Regions from separate parts of the Mus musculus genome. Here region 1 is linked to region 2. The links are chromatin contacts, called in public promoter capture Hi-C maps. All regions are on one chromosome and are shown on one strand. Each heading gives the region's core, a stretch centred on a gene start, on an enhancer-like site or on the middle of the called end of the contact. The rest is flanking DNA. Distances are from core to core; before and after follow the strand shown.

Region 1 (7,066 bases), core at 3,292-5,791, 220 kb after region 2:
GGGCTTCTTTCCCACTGGAGAAAGGCTAGTTCAGAAAGCCAACAAATTCATCTGTAATTATAATGAATGTAATATGGTAAAAAGGTTGCTTTTAGGGAGGGGTTAGTTCAACTGTCAGACCCACAAGTGTCAGAACTATCTGGTAGATACCAACTTACCAACTTTGTTTATAGATCTGTGTTAAGAGCTATACGAATACAAAAATATTATAACCCATACATACAGATTTCAAAACCCAGTAACATAAAACCGGTATGTCTGACACTCACTAATGTCAGGGCAAGTTTATAGGTAAATGAAACAGAAGAAAAAGAACCTGTAATTACCCTTATAATTTCACAAGGAAGCCAAAACCCTTTTTGCTCCTGGAACAAAAAAGCAGTTACCTGAATTACTTTATTGTCTCTCTATGCTGTTTTATTACAGCGCCCTTACTCTGTACTCAAAGTAAGTAATAAATTAGCTACCTATTTTGTTAATTTGCAGTTTGCATTTCAGCCTTATTTAAAATGTCCATTCTTCTTGATACAGCCTAATTTGCCCAGTCTCTGATAAAACATTTTCTTTGTAGAACCAATGCAGTTTGAGCTTTCCACAATACTGTTAAGCTTTATTATCAATGATCTGTAACTGTCAGATTCCCCTCCAACAAATTAAATTGACAGCACCTACTCAATAAAATCACCTAATCTACTTATTGGGGAATTTTATGTGAATCTTTAGCAAGAAATAATTTAATAAGCTAAAGGGGAGAAATTTATGACAGACTGTCAATAAGCCTTTAAGCCTATAGATTACAAAACTCAATACAAGACTATAAAATTCCTATAATCAATACAAATGTTACTAAAAGATAGGAAGACACCCAAGCCCCTGACCTGGAAGTTTAAATTTCAACTAGTTCAAACTTCTAATTAAATTTACCTGTGAAGCAAAATAATTGAACAGGCAAAACTACTCTCACGTTTGTTATTTTGATGGAAATGTTGACTAGAAACAAATAGTGCTCCTAAGACCCCCACACACAGGCCTAACTCCCAAAACGCTGTACTATCAAATCCCTTGATAGTCTACCTCAAACTGTCAAAACCCAGGCATAGCGGGACTTGTCTGTAATCTCAGCATTAGCTAAGGGATCGGGATGGAGAGAGTTCAAAGCCAGACTAGACTATCTACAAAAAGAAATAAGTAGCTAGCTTTTGTGGCACATGCCTCTGATCCTAGGACTCGAGGCAGAAGCTGATGGTACTCTGTGAATTCAAAGCCAAGTTGGTCTACAGAGTAAGTTTCAGAGTGGCTGGAACTATCTATGTAGGAGATCCTGTCTCAAGAACCAAAAACAGGGGGCTGGAGAGATGGCTCTTGTTAAGAGCACTGACTGCTCTCCCAGAGGTCCCGAGTTCAATTCCGAGCAACTACATGGTAGCTCACAATCATCTATAACAGGATATGATGCCCTCTTCTTGTATGTCTGAAGACAGCTACCGTGTACTCCTATACATAAAAACAAATAATTCTTTAAAATAAACAAAACCCCACAAAAGGCTGTCAAAAGGAAACAGACACTGGCAGCTGCCAAAAATCCTACAACCCAGCCCCTGGAAGGTGGAAGCATGCATCAGGAACCCAAGGTCACTGAGTATAAGACCACCTGTACTATATGAGACACTGCCTTAATTTTTTTAAAAGTTGTAATTCATCAGAAAGGACAATTCTTAGCGGCAAAGATGTAATGTCACGGCTGTGTCTTTAGAAGTACAATTAATCACTATCTCTTTTAGCTCAGAAAGAGGGGGAAACAGAAATGACATTTTAAAAATGACTCAACACACATAACTGAGCTCTTCAGAAGATGATGTGATTCCTGCAAGATTCTGACCTCCTATACCAGGTTTAAGACTCAAAGATAGCCTCATTGCAATATGCCAGCAATGACCAGCAACTGTAACCAACACTACTATAATTTATATAATAGTCAAAGTCAATTTCAGATACACATGACTGCCAAATAAACAGCAGAATTGACTTCCAAAGAATTCATAGCCCTATCTGTAAAATATTAAAACAATTTTAAGGATAACACAGAACTTGGACTACATCTACTGGGCTGTGTAAGTCTGAACATTTCAGTTAAATCTTTAATTTACTGATCTAGTTATTTAAATGTGTGTACTACTAAAAGAATGTACTCCCTGTAGATGACAATAGCAGAGTTTGAGGGATTTAAAATTTTCCCACCCCAGCCCCCAAATTTCAAGTCATTTTTTAGCAGTGAGACTTTGACAGTGTTTAATGGTATATTCAGTGCAATGATTTGCAGTTTAATTCCTTTCTCTAGGCCTAGGGCTCAGACAAAACTCCTAAGAACCTTCTAGCTTATGACAGTGGAACAAATTCCTAGGACTTATCACAGTCAGGGTTGTGCAGTAAAATGTGAACAGCTGGACATCTTAGTTGAAACAATGAGGTCAAAGCTCCCTTTAGCATGAGCAAAAGTGAGTCTCTGCAGAAATCTTGGGAGAGATGCAGAGTATCAGCAGGCTGGCACCTCAACAGCCACTGCAAATTCTACTGCATGCCCTAGCTTTGTGGGCCAGCACTGCTTACTTTTTACAGATACAATGCAGAGCACTCTTAGCAAAAGAACACCAAATGGGAAGTGCTTTTGGGTCAACACCGTTTGTTTAATTCCAAATGTCCAAAGTCTTCAAAAATGGGATGTCAGCATCTTTACTTTATGAATTTAATATGACCCAGAGAGCAGCTAGTGTCTAACATATGAGTGTCATGTGGAAAGGCTACCCTTTTGCTGAGCACTACAATTAGCTTTCGTGTCGCCTTTCCCTTTTTATCGCCCCAAAACAACACTTCCAAATCACGAGAGCCTATGTGAAACAGAACTAGGAGGTACAATGCTCTTTTACAGTCTCAGGCGAAATGTGAGAACAAATGTTAGTCACTTGCTTCAGCAAAGCATCCAACACAATCCACTGCCCATGGCTCTTGAGATCCTGCATGTACACACCGTTTCCTGCTCAGTGCCACAGGTAATAATTACCTCCACCTCCCTTTGCATGTTTCTGAGTGAAACAGACATCTGGCAAAACCTAAAAAGTATTAGTATACTGATATCCTAAAAGGGGATGCCTTAAGTGTGATTAAGCAGGGGACATTTGTGAAAGTTTCAGATATGGGGGGTGGGAAATGACAGCAAATTGTTCTGACCTATGAAAAATATGTCAGCAATGATTTAATTAGAAATGACTCCACAAAGTTACCAAATTGTCAAGTCCTTAAGTCTATCCTAAGACGGAATGGGGAAGCATTCTGCATTCTCCCCCTTAACTACAGGGAAAAAAATAAAAATTTTAGGATGATGGCTTTCTTTAATATCCGTGGCAGAAATAAAATCCTATTCCCTGACACCTCTTCTGGAAATTAGGGGAGTTGCTACAAACATCCTTTAAGTAAACTGCTCTACTTTACTCAGTTCTTAACATACCCTCTGAGTAAACAGGTTAATCCAAAAAGTCAATAGCAGCCAGAAATCGCTCCCTCCCAATCCCGTGCCACACTCCCCACAGAAATACAATTCCCTTTTCTGGGGGGCTTTAGAGGCGTGGAGAAGGTGGTCGGAGGAGTTCAGCTGCCGGGTGGATTCCAAGCCTGGAGCAGAGGGTGCTGCTCTGCGAGGCTTGAGCCCCAGGGTCTGTAAAGCTGGAACAGGCTCCCGCCGTCGCTGCTGGCCCCAGCCCATCGTGCCCACAGCCCTCGCTCTTTCTGTCACCCTCAAGGTGAGCTTGGAGGCTGAGTCCTCAAAGTTTGCCCAGTCTCTGGTCATCGGCCATGGCCCGGGCGAGGCTGAGCCCTGGTTTAGCCTCCGCTTCTCTCAGCCCCCTAGCTCTTCTTTTGGGCCACAGTGACAGGTCTAGGTTTACCTCCACGTGCTCGTGGCAGAGGAAACAAAAGAAAGCTTCCTCCCCGATAATTCAACGCCATCTTCCACTAATTGGGAAACTGAGCCCCCCGCCCCGGGGAGCCCCCCGCCCCGAGTTCCGCGCGTCTGTCACTCCGAGGCGATTCCCCAGGCTGGAGGCAGAGTTCCTCAGAGCCTCGGGGAACCTCAGCTGAAATGTCCCGGGGCAGGGGTGGGACGCCCGAGAGCCCCACCTGCCTCCCCACCCAGGCCACCCGGGGCGCCGGGTTTCCGCTAAAACGCAGAGGCGGGGGAGGGGGCTGGCGCGTCCCGCTCGTCCCCTCGCCCAGAGACTGCGAAGGAGCGGCGGGGGGCCAGCGAGCGGGCCACCGGGGTACGCGTGGAGCCGCGGCCAGTGTACTCACCAAACGGTTGAGGGTCCGGCGGAACATCGCGTCCGAGGCTGCGGGGTGCCAGGCTGGGCTCCGCTGGGCTGTCTGGGAAGGCGCCGTCCACAAAACACACTGCGGCGTGGGCCCGCGGCGCAAAGCGGACAGCTAGCTCGCCTGCCCTGTCGCCAGCCCGCTGCCGCCTGCCCTCCTGCCGCCTGCCCTCCTCGCCTCTGCGCGCCCCCGCCCCCGGCCGCCCAACCGCCCGCCCGCCCGCGCGCTCGCCGCCCCGCCCCGCCCCGCCCTCCCCGCGACCCGCCCCCAGCCCCGGCCCGCCCGCCTCGGGGGCGGCGGCCCCGTCGCTCCCCTTATCTGGCCCCAGCACCGCCCCGCGCTCCCGCCGCAGCCCGCCTCGCAGCGAGCCCGGCGCGCGGGGGAGGGATGGCGGACCGGCCGCTGCTCAGCCTGGCTCCCCGTCAGCGCCCGCCTCGGCACCCCGCGCCTCACGCTCGTCCTGCCGCTAAGCCCCCGGCCGAGTCCCCACTCGCCCGCTTCAGCGGTCGCCCGTCTCGGGCGTCCCCGCGCCTCGCCTGGCAGGACTCCCAGGGGTCTGTGAGGAGCCACGGTCTCCCTCACCCCGGCCCTAACTCGTCCGTTGGCGCCGCTTCGCTCGCAGTCCTTCCTCGGCCCCGCGCTTTCGCCCGCCCAGCACTTCTGGCTGAGGAGAGCCTCGGTGCGGCCCGCCTCGAGGCTTCCAGGCGTGCCCGCTTCCTGCCCGGGAGTGGCCGCTCTCTGAGGGACGACTCGGGACGAGCCGGGGACTAAGGGGACCCTGGCGCGGGCGGGCGGGCGCGGCGCGGGCGGCTGGAGTAGTTACAAAAGCCGCCCCCTCCAGGCGTCCCTCTTGGGTCCCACCTAAGCCGTCTTCACCTCGCAGTTGGGGTTGGGGCTTTGGGGCTTTGCGTTCCCTGTCGTCTGACTACCCCACCTAAGCCCGCTTACTTCCACTTTCTCTAGGAGGTTGTAAAGTCGGGCTTTGTGTCGTTGGTGCTGCGCAGCGGGGCGGGATTTCCCTGCCACCCTCTCCTTGATCGCCCGCCCTTTTCCACGCTCCTGGGGCACCCTGGGAGTTGTAGTCCAAGGGTTCGCTTGGACTGATATTGTGGGCTGGGAGCTCCCCCATATGCACGGCTCCAGTCAGTTCACAGGGTTGCAGAGGGAAGCTGCCCGAGGTTCTCCCTACCAGCTGCGTGCAGAAATCAGAAACACTGGGTAGATTCTTAGCTGTGGGAAATGTGATGAGGATAAATTACATAAAGCCCCGAATGCTGAAAGACTTTCCCAGAACTCAACATTTACGCCACAAGAAATCTTGCACGCCCTCAACTTGCTAACTTAACATTTGCATTTACAAAAGTTTAAAACTTAAAAATGAAAGCTTGGTCAAGTATTCCCTTGAACCTGGACAGTTCTCTCTGCTCCCACCCTTTTTTTCCACTACCTTCTGAGACCCGGCCCTAGGCTGTGAGCTGAGAACTTTCAAATTCTTCTATAAACATGTTGAAGAAGTAGGTAAAGGGAGCTCTTCTCTACGGAGAGGCGAGTTCTCTCAACAACCTGGAAAGGTTGGGCTCAGCTATTCCCTCGACCTAATGTGAACTCCTGAAGGGCTTTTATTGTGAGGCGGCTAGGGCACTACCACATTTTACCCCTTGAAGGATAGTTTGATTTCAGCATTTACTTGGGTGTTTTTTTTTTATTTGTGTGTTTGTTTGTTTCCTAGAAACTGGAAACAGCAATGTGTTAAAAGACCTCCCTAGTAGGCCGAAGTGAAGTTACAAACTACAAACACATAAAACCTACACATTTGAATGTAATGATTTCTAATGTCAAAGGAAACAGGGGAGAGGATAATGTCTTTACAAAGGATCCGGGGAAACTCCTGAAAACCATGCAATTTTCACTGGGCGAGACCTATAAACAGAGCTGCAGGAGATTAACCCAGGCCTAGGAATGTGGGAAGGCTTTGGAGGAGCCCAGGGAACAAAGTCCTGGGTAGAGAAGGAGAGGTCAGTTGAAAAGTACAGGGCAACCTACGAAAAAGAACACAGCCACTCTGTCAAGGCAGGAACCAGGACACATGTGGGCGGGGCATTACAAATGAAAGCTAAACCCCTAAGCAGCCATAGAAACAAGCTATGAAGTTTGACCTTGTTTCTGTGGTCAAGGAGGAGCCCAAGCACAATAAAGTGCAAATGCAAGAGATTGAAATTAGTTCCTGAAAGGTCCTAACTGCCTAGAGGGAAAGTCCAGCATTTCTACTTTCCCTACTATGACTCTCCGTTGCCTTACACTTAGGTGTGCCTAACGATTTGTAAGAAATCCTACATTTGTAGTAATTGGATATTAGGACACTTAATCGTACAACACAGATCTAAACTTGTGCTCTCTACTCCAAGGAATTGCTTTTAAGTAAAGTTGGTTTTTTTCCTGACTTTTATTGAACACAGAAACTATCTTAATTTCATTTATTAATTATTTGTTGAATAACTTTTATGTGAGGAACACTATTCTTAATACTGGAATGGGGAACTGAAGGAAGTTATTGCCACTCAGTAATGTGCCCAGCAAAAATGAAGATATTCTGAAGAGACACTCAGATCTCTCAGTCTGACTATATATCACATTGTTGAAACAATAGATCCCAATGGAATGGGAATTTACAAGGGAATCCCACACTTAGTGAAGGAAAAGCTTCCTG
Region 2 (7,468 bases), core at 30-2,529:
GGCTGGAAAGAAGTGGCGGTCCTAGTGAGAAAACCCAAATTCTTGACCGCAGTTTGCCTGCAAACTCCTCCTCCAACTTCAGGCCCGCGGCTTTCAGAATCCAAGCGCCTTTTTGACTTGGCCCTAGCACGCGTACGTGAAACAAACAGCAACCACCCACACAAGTAAATAAACCTCGCTTTAAAAACTACAGGGAGTGTTACAGGGAAGTGCATCTGCATCCTCCTCCTCAGCAAGGTTCCGCTCTAGGGTACAGAATGCGGTGTAGGAAGATTCCTCCCTTAACATTCCCAACTCCACCAAGAGGCATCCAGGTGGGTGGTGGTGGGAAGTGAGGAAGAGACCTGGAACAGTCTCACCTTGCATGGCGGGCTTCTGGGGGTCCACCTGCGGGGCTTGAGCTGAGCAGAGAGCCACACACATCCTCAGAGTGGCAGCTGGCCTGAGGAACTGAGGTCCACAGTCTGGGCGGCTCTAAACTAGGAGTGCCACAGCAGGGGGGGTGGATTATGGAGTGAATGGGGGCAGGGAAAGGAGAGGGAGAAAGAGAGAGTGAGACAGAGACGGAGGGAGAGAGAGAGAGAGAGAGAGAGAGAGAGAGAGAGAGAGAGAGAGAGAGAGAGAGAGAGGTTGATTGAGAGAGAGAGAGCAGAGAAGACAAAGTGCACCAGACATCCCCTACCCGAACAGGTTGAGGAGGGAGCCGGGAAGAGGGGAGAGAGCCCAGTGTTCCAGGCAACTGAGTGGGAGTGCACAGGGATGTGGTACTCACCTGCTAGGAAGACTGCCTGCAGCAAGCAGAGGTAGTTCTTCCCGTACTTCTCCGCGATCCTAACGCGATGCAGGGCCATGGCCATGTCCACCTGCACCGGGACCGCCTGCGTGAACGGCACGAAAGAACAGTGGTCCTGATTCAGCTGGAGATTGGGCGCCTTGGCGGCAGCCCTAGGCAAACGCTTGACCGCCAGCCACTGCGAGGCCAGGGCCGGAGTGGAAGCGGGAGGGGACCCTGTTGGAGGGAGCCCAGCCCGAGAGGACCCTGCTGGAGGGAGCCTTGCTGGAGGGAACCTTGCTGGAGGGGGCCCTGCTTCCGCCATCCTCAAGCCAGACTCGCTAGTTGGTGACCCCAACCTCAACTGGCCACTGCCGGACTCTGGCTCGCTAGCAGCCCGTCTGTGCAAGCACAGACGCGGCCAGAAGGGTCGCAGTCTACGCAGCTCAGTGGCTTAGAAGACTAGAGCCCCCTAGCTGGGACCAACAAGCCCCAGGACAGGGAGCCCAGAAACTTGCAGAGATTTCAAGACTCTGGCTGCAGAGCACTTCTGACCTCAGCTACTGAGAGTTGAGCAACTCCGCTCGGAGTGGATGTACACCCACGTCCCCGCCTAGTTTCCAACAGGATGGATCAGGGGCGGGACACCGAGAACCAGAGGGGACAGCCCCCACAGATACGCCCGCGGAGGGGTAGGGAAGGCTGGAGCACGTGTAGGGAGGAGACCGCCCGACCTCTCACTCTAGGCAGTGGGAGCTGGAGTCAAGAGTTTTCTTCCTTTGCATCCTGCTTCTCAGGGCAGGGCAGGAGTGGAGTAAGGATACACAGTGTGGGCACCTGCAGATAACACTGTTGGAGAGCTTTGCTGATGCCAGAAAAGCAGCCCTGGTTAGTCCAAAAGGGCTGGAGCTCTAGCCTGAATGTGCCTTCTCCCACCCTGCCCCCCACCAGCCTGCACTCGCCCAAGTTTCCTGACTTGCTTTAAAAAGGAAAGGAGGAAATAGAAATGGGCTACTGAGAAGACTGTGAGGTAAAAAACACTTGCTGGATCAACCTGGGTTAAAGGAACCCTGTGTAAGTTATGGTATAATAAGAGAACTGATCCCACATAAGTGTTCCCTGACCTCTACATGCACTGTAATACATATGTTATGCACAAAAATAAATAATAACCAAAGTCGAATCTGAACATACAGATCAGTTGGTAGAGTGTTTTCCTAGTGTGCACTTCTGGGTAGGAGATGGACTCTGAAGGATCAGGGTTATCTCCAGCGACATAGCCCATTCCAGGCCAGTCTGGGCTACTTACAAAAGATCCTGTCTCAAAAACATCACATACGCAATTAAAACGAAAAATAACAACAAACTGACCAGGGGAATGGGGGGGGTGGCAGCAAGACAAGACATCCTCTTGAAGAACCAAGTGAGAAAGGATGGGAGGTCCCAGCCAATCCCTTCTCCTAAGCCCAAAGCTCCCCAGAAGAAAGCTTTGGAAGAGTAAGGGAAAGCTAGCTGCTCATAACAAAAGCTAGAGCAGCAGGACTTTGAAGGGCTAGCAGGGAGGTAGGGGGGAGGGGCTGGAGGGAGGGAAGGGGGAAAAAAGAAATCTGGTAAATAAATTATAATCTGGAAAAAAAAAAGGAAAAGCTATAGAAGCCGGGCAGTGGTGGCACACGCCTTTAATCCCAGCACTTGGGAGGCAGAGACAGGTGGATTTCTGAGTTTGAGGCCAGCCTGGTCTACAGAGTGAGTTCCAGGACAGCCAGGGCTACACAGAGAAACCTTGTCTCAGATTAAAAAAAAACAAACAAACAAAAAAAGCCTATTATTTCTGTAGAAACTACTGTTTCATACATAGTGAAAATTTCCCCCTGATGTTCCTTAAAAGAAATGGCTGTTCTGATGGTCTCATGCTTTTTTGTTGTTTTGTTTTGTTTGTTTTTGTTTTTCGAGACTGAGTTTCTCTGTGTAGCCCTGGCTGTCCTGGAACTCACTCTGTAGACCAGGCTGGCCTCGAACTCAGAAATCCACCTGCCTCTGCCTGGTCACATGCTTTAAGTCCATTTCCAGTGCCACTATATCTCCGCCCCCCCCCCCCCCAAGACAGGGTTTCTCTGTATAGCCCAGGCTATCCTGGAACTCACTTTGTAGACCAGGTTGGCCTCCAACTTAGAAATCCACCTGCCTCTGCCTTCAGAGTGCTGGGATTAAAGACATGCTTCACCACGCCAGGTGCCACTATAGTTTTAGGGAACAAATGTCTTCTATAAATGTCAGCAGTCCTTTCATGAACTGTATTGTTCACACAGTGATGATGTATCCGAAATCAAGTGTTTACTGCTTGAGGAAAAGGTGACTCTAGACTATCATTTGAAATCATAACTCTGGACTCCTTCAATTATTAGCTACAATGAGTCAGGTGTAAACAGTGACGTGAGGATCCGAGGGTGATTGCTGACCTTCTATGCTGCTCAACTAATTCCTTCTTAGGATGAATTAGAACTCAAAACTAGCATGCATTAAACAGTGCGATGAAAGCAAAACAGTGTCACCATACTGGTTATATAGGTTACTTGACAATAAAAGAACGTGCTAGCATTGTGCATATTACAAAGTATATTTATCATAGCACAAACACACACACACATCTATGCACCATGGTGCATGCTTTTAATTCCAGCACCAAGGAAGCAAAGGCAGGCAGGTTCAAGGACATCCTGCCCAACATAGGGACTTCAAGACAAGCCAGATATATCCTATCTATCTATCTATTAATCTATCTATCTATCTATCTATCTATCTATCTCTATATCTACTTTTCCCTTTATTTTTGTGAGATGAAACTAACATCTCTAATAGAATGTACAGTCCTTTGAATATATACCCAGGAATAGTATAATATATCCTCCCTCTCCCCTCCCCTCCCCTCCCCTCCCCTCCCCTCCCCTCCTCTCCTCTCCTCTCCCCTCCCCTCTCCTTCTTCTTCTTCCTCTCTCTCTCTCTCTCTCTCTCTCTCTCTCTCTCTCTCTCTCTTTCAGCTGTAGCCCAAGATATTCTGAAATACCTTATATAGACCAGTCTATCCTCAAACTCGCAGTAATTTTTTTGCCTCGGTGTTCTGAATGCTGGGTTGACAAGGGTGAGCCACCCTGCCAAGCTCAGATTTCCTTACTTAGCAGCTTCCCTGTGATAATTTCTTCAACCCAGAAGCTTGTTTTTCATTCAACCTATCTATCTAAAGACTATCCAGTCCGGACAGAACAGCTTCATCCAAGCCTCCTCCAGCCGGAGCTGTGCACTGTCATATCAGAAAACGATAACTGTATCTTAGTATTAATAGAACTCTGATTTGGCAGGACTTGAAATAACCTTGTAGCTAAATGAGAGTTTTACCACAGCTACCAGCATTGAGAGCAAGCCTGAGCCAGAGGTCTTGTGTGCTCACCTGCAGCATTGGGCTCCATGTCTGCCTCAATAGCAGTCATTGTACTTCTCTAGAGTGCAAGGAAAGACATCACTTCCCCCGCCCCCCCTCCAGTGTTTAGTTTTTTTCTGTATCAAACTTAAGCCTAGATGGTGCAAAATAGCAAAAGGAACACATCTCATTTCCATTGTCTTCTTTTTAAATTTATAAACCCAGGGTTGGAGAGATGACTCTAGCTCCAGCCCTCATGGGCACCAAGACTTCAGTTCATCCACAGATGGACACATATACATGTAATTTTAAAACTATATAAATGCATAAAGTCACAAAGATAATTGTTGGAAAGTAACAAATGAATAAAGGCCTTTGTGGGAGGCTACAGCTTTGGTGGAAAAGGCACATGGAATGAAGGGACCTGGTGTGACCCTATACATCCCTGGACATCCAGAAGACAGGGCCATGCTAGGTAGTGTTGAAAGGCAGAAGGAAGACATTCACCTCACCACAATGATATTCACTAACACAGAGGAAGTATTTTGCTTCTGCACCCACACTTTTTGCAGATGGCCTCCAGTCCATTCCCCTAGCAAGAAAGCAGAAACTTTGGCAGGGGTGGGGGTGGGGTGATTGAAGAGCTCCAGGAGAAGGCAAGTGAAACTCTCCTATTTATTGTTATCTTCCAATCATGGGATTCCCCACCCCACCCCCAGCAGCTTTCTAACACTAAAATAAAGGCCAGCAGTCAAGAACTCCCTTCTGGGGGTTCTCTAATCGCCCGTTCCAGCCTCATTTTTAAATATGAACAGACAAGCAAATCGCTTTTCAGTTTCTCAGGTCTCCCCCCCCCCAACTAGGCCATAGTTATTCAAACACTTAATCTGACTGCAGCAGAGCAGTATTCTGAACTGTGGTTAACATCTGCAAATCAGTTGACTTTAAGCAAAGGAGATAATCCTTGAAAGCCTGGGTGGCCACATTCAATGGGCTGTAAGGCCTTACAGCAAAATCGAAGTTTCTCTGAGGAAGTTCTGAGGTAAGTCTCTAAGAACCTTTCTGCCTAAGCTTGCAGCTCACCAGCTAGGCCTACCTAACTGAGGCAAATCCTTGAGAAAATTCCTCCTGCCCCCTTACTCCAGCCTGTTCTGATTTCAAGAGTACTATGCTCTCTCATAAGGGTCTTTCCTTCTTCCCATTCCTCCCTCTGTCTCTGTCTCTGTCTGTTTGTCTGTCTCTCTGTCTCTCTCTCTTACATTACAGACACACAGGTACATACACAGAACACTCTTGTGGTTTGTTTTGTTTTGTTGTCTAATAGAACTACGACTGACACAAGACACCAAAGGCATATAATGACTAGCACAAACAGCAAACCTGATCTGGTCCCTTCCTCTCTTGCCACATCTCTCCGCCCTGCAGCCTCTTTGTGCAGTTTACTCCAGCCACATTTGTGGACTTGATAGTCCCACAGCCTAGTCATCCTGTCTTCTCAGAGGCATAACCCTTAGTGATTATCTTAGTCAGGGTTTCTATTCCTGCACAAACATCATGACCAAGAAACAAGCTGGGGAGGAAAGGGTTTATTTGGCTTACACTTCCATACTGCTGTTCATCACCAAGGAAGTCGGGACTGGAACTCAAGCAGGTCAGGAAGCAGGAGCTGATGCAGAGGCCATGGAGGGATGTTCCTTACTGGCTTGCCTCCCCTGGCTTTCTCAGCCTGCTCTCTTATAGAACCAAGACTACCAGCCCAGAGATAGCACCGCCCTCAAGGGGACCTCCCCCCTTGATCACTAATTGAGAAAATGCCTTATGGATCTCATGGAGGCATTTCCCCAACTGAAGCTCCTTTCTCTGTGATAACTCCAGCTGTGTCAAGTTGACACAAAACTAGCCAGTACAATTGACCGCTTGTCAACTTGACACACAAACACATCACTAGTAAGCATCAACCCTTAGTTCTTATTCATCCCCAAGATCTAAACAACTTTAAATGTCCCACAGTCTTTACGTATTAAAAGTTCAATCCCTTTAAAATATCCATTATCTTTTAAAATTCAAAGTCTCTTAACTGTGGGCTCCACTAAAATACTTTCTTCCTTCAAGAGGGAAAAATATCAGGGCACAGTCACAATCAAAAGCAAAAATTAAACTCCAACTGTCCAATGTCTGGGATCCAACTCATGATCTTCTGGGCTCCTCCAAGGGCTTGGGTCACTTCTCCAGCCCTGTCCTTTGTAGCACACAGCTTTTCCTCCAGGCTCCAGATGCCTGTACTCCACTGCTGCTGCTGTTCTTGGTGGCCATTGATGGTCCTGGAATCTCCAAAACACTGCATGACCCCTTCAGTCCTGGACCATCAATTGCTACTGAGGCTGCACCTTCACCAATGGCCTTCCATGGCCTCTCACAGTGCTGAGTCTCAGCTGCTCTGCATGACCCCTTCATGCCTTCAAAACCAGTACCACCTAGGTGACTCTTACACATTACCAAGTCCAGCCACAGCACAAGGTACAACCTTGGCTATCTCTGGAACACAGCCTCTGTGCTCTAAGAAAACACTTCCCAGAAGATGTCACCTCAGTGATGCTGGTCTCTTCTTAATCACCGCTAATTTCTTAGCTCCAGCTAACCAGCATCAATAGTCCCAGTAATGCAAAGTTTTTGCTTTAGTAGTTCTGGTATCTTGTTAATCACAGCTGATTCTTCATCCCCAGCTAACCAGAACCACAGAATCTTCACAATCAAAATAGCAGTGGCCCTGAAAAAAGTCTTTAATCTTCCCTCTGAAATTTCACAAGCCAGGCCTCCATCTTTTGCACTGTTCTCAACATTATCTTCCAAGCTCCTATACAACATTTGACAGAGCTCTTAACAATGAATGGATCTTCAAGCACAAAGTTCCAAAGTCCTTCCACATTCCTCCCCAAAACATGGTCAGGTTGTCACAGGAATACAACAGTATGCTGGTACCAATTTGTCTTAGTCAGGGTTTCTATTCCTGCACAAACATCATGACCAAGAAACAAGCTGGGGAGGAAAGGGTTTATTTGGCTTACACTTCCATACTGCTGTTCATCACCAAGGAAGTTAGGACTGGAACTCAAGCAAGTCAGGAAGCAGGAGCTGATGCAGAGGCCATGGAGGGATGTTTCTTATTGGCTTGCCTCCCCTGGTTTGCTCACCACCCACAAAGGGACCTCCCCCCTTGATCACTAATTGAAAAAATGCCTTATGGATCTCATGGAGGCATTTCCCCAACTGAAGGTCCTTTC

Evidence for each region. Promoter capture Hi-C pulls out the DNA fragments that hold promoters and counts their contacts.
Region 1: a promoter capture Hi-C map of embryonic stem cells shows a contact between it and region 2. The contact joins the promoter of Atp11c here to the promoter of Mcf2 in region 2. A contact is called at or near these places in 17 of 39 promoter capture datasets (the 3T3-L1 cell line, 3T3-L1-derived adipocytes, the HPC-7 cell line and 10 more), 5 of 484 Hi-C or Micro-C datasets (the N1E-115 cell line, embryonic stem cells and uterus), 4 of 115 datasets of contacts at active chromatin or transcription factors (DN3 thymocytes, cardiomyocytes and embryonic stem cells) and 3 of 9 other capture datasets (adipose tissue, embryonic stem cells and liver).

Annotation. Positions count from the first base shown.
Region 1 is chrX:60,399,464-60,406,529 of GRCm38.p6, forward strand. It overlaps Atp11c (ATPase, class VI, type 11C), which reads right to left and starts at 4,542. Exons shown (of 30, transcript NM_001037863.2): 1 at 4,342-4,542. The coding sequence starts at 4,368.
Region 2 is chrX:60,177,810-60,185,277 of GRCm38.p6, forward strand. Mcf2 (mcf.2 transforming sequence) reads right to left here and starts at 1,280. Exons shown (of 28, transcript NM_001289731.1): 1 at 773-1,280. The coding sequence starts at 1,097.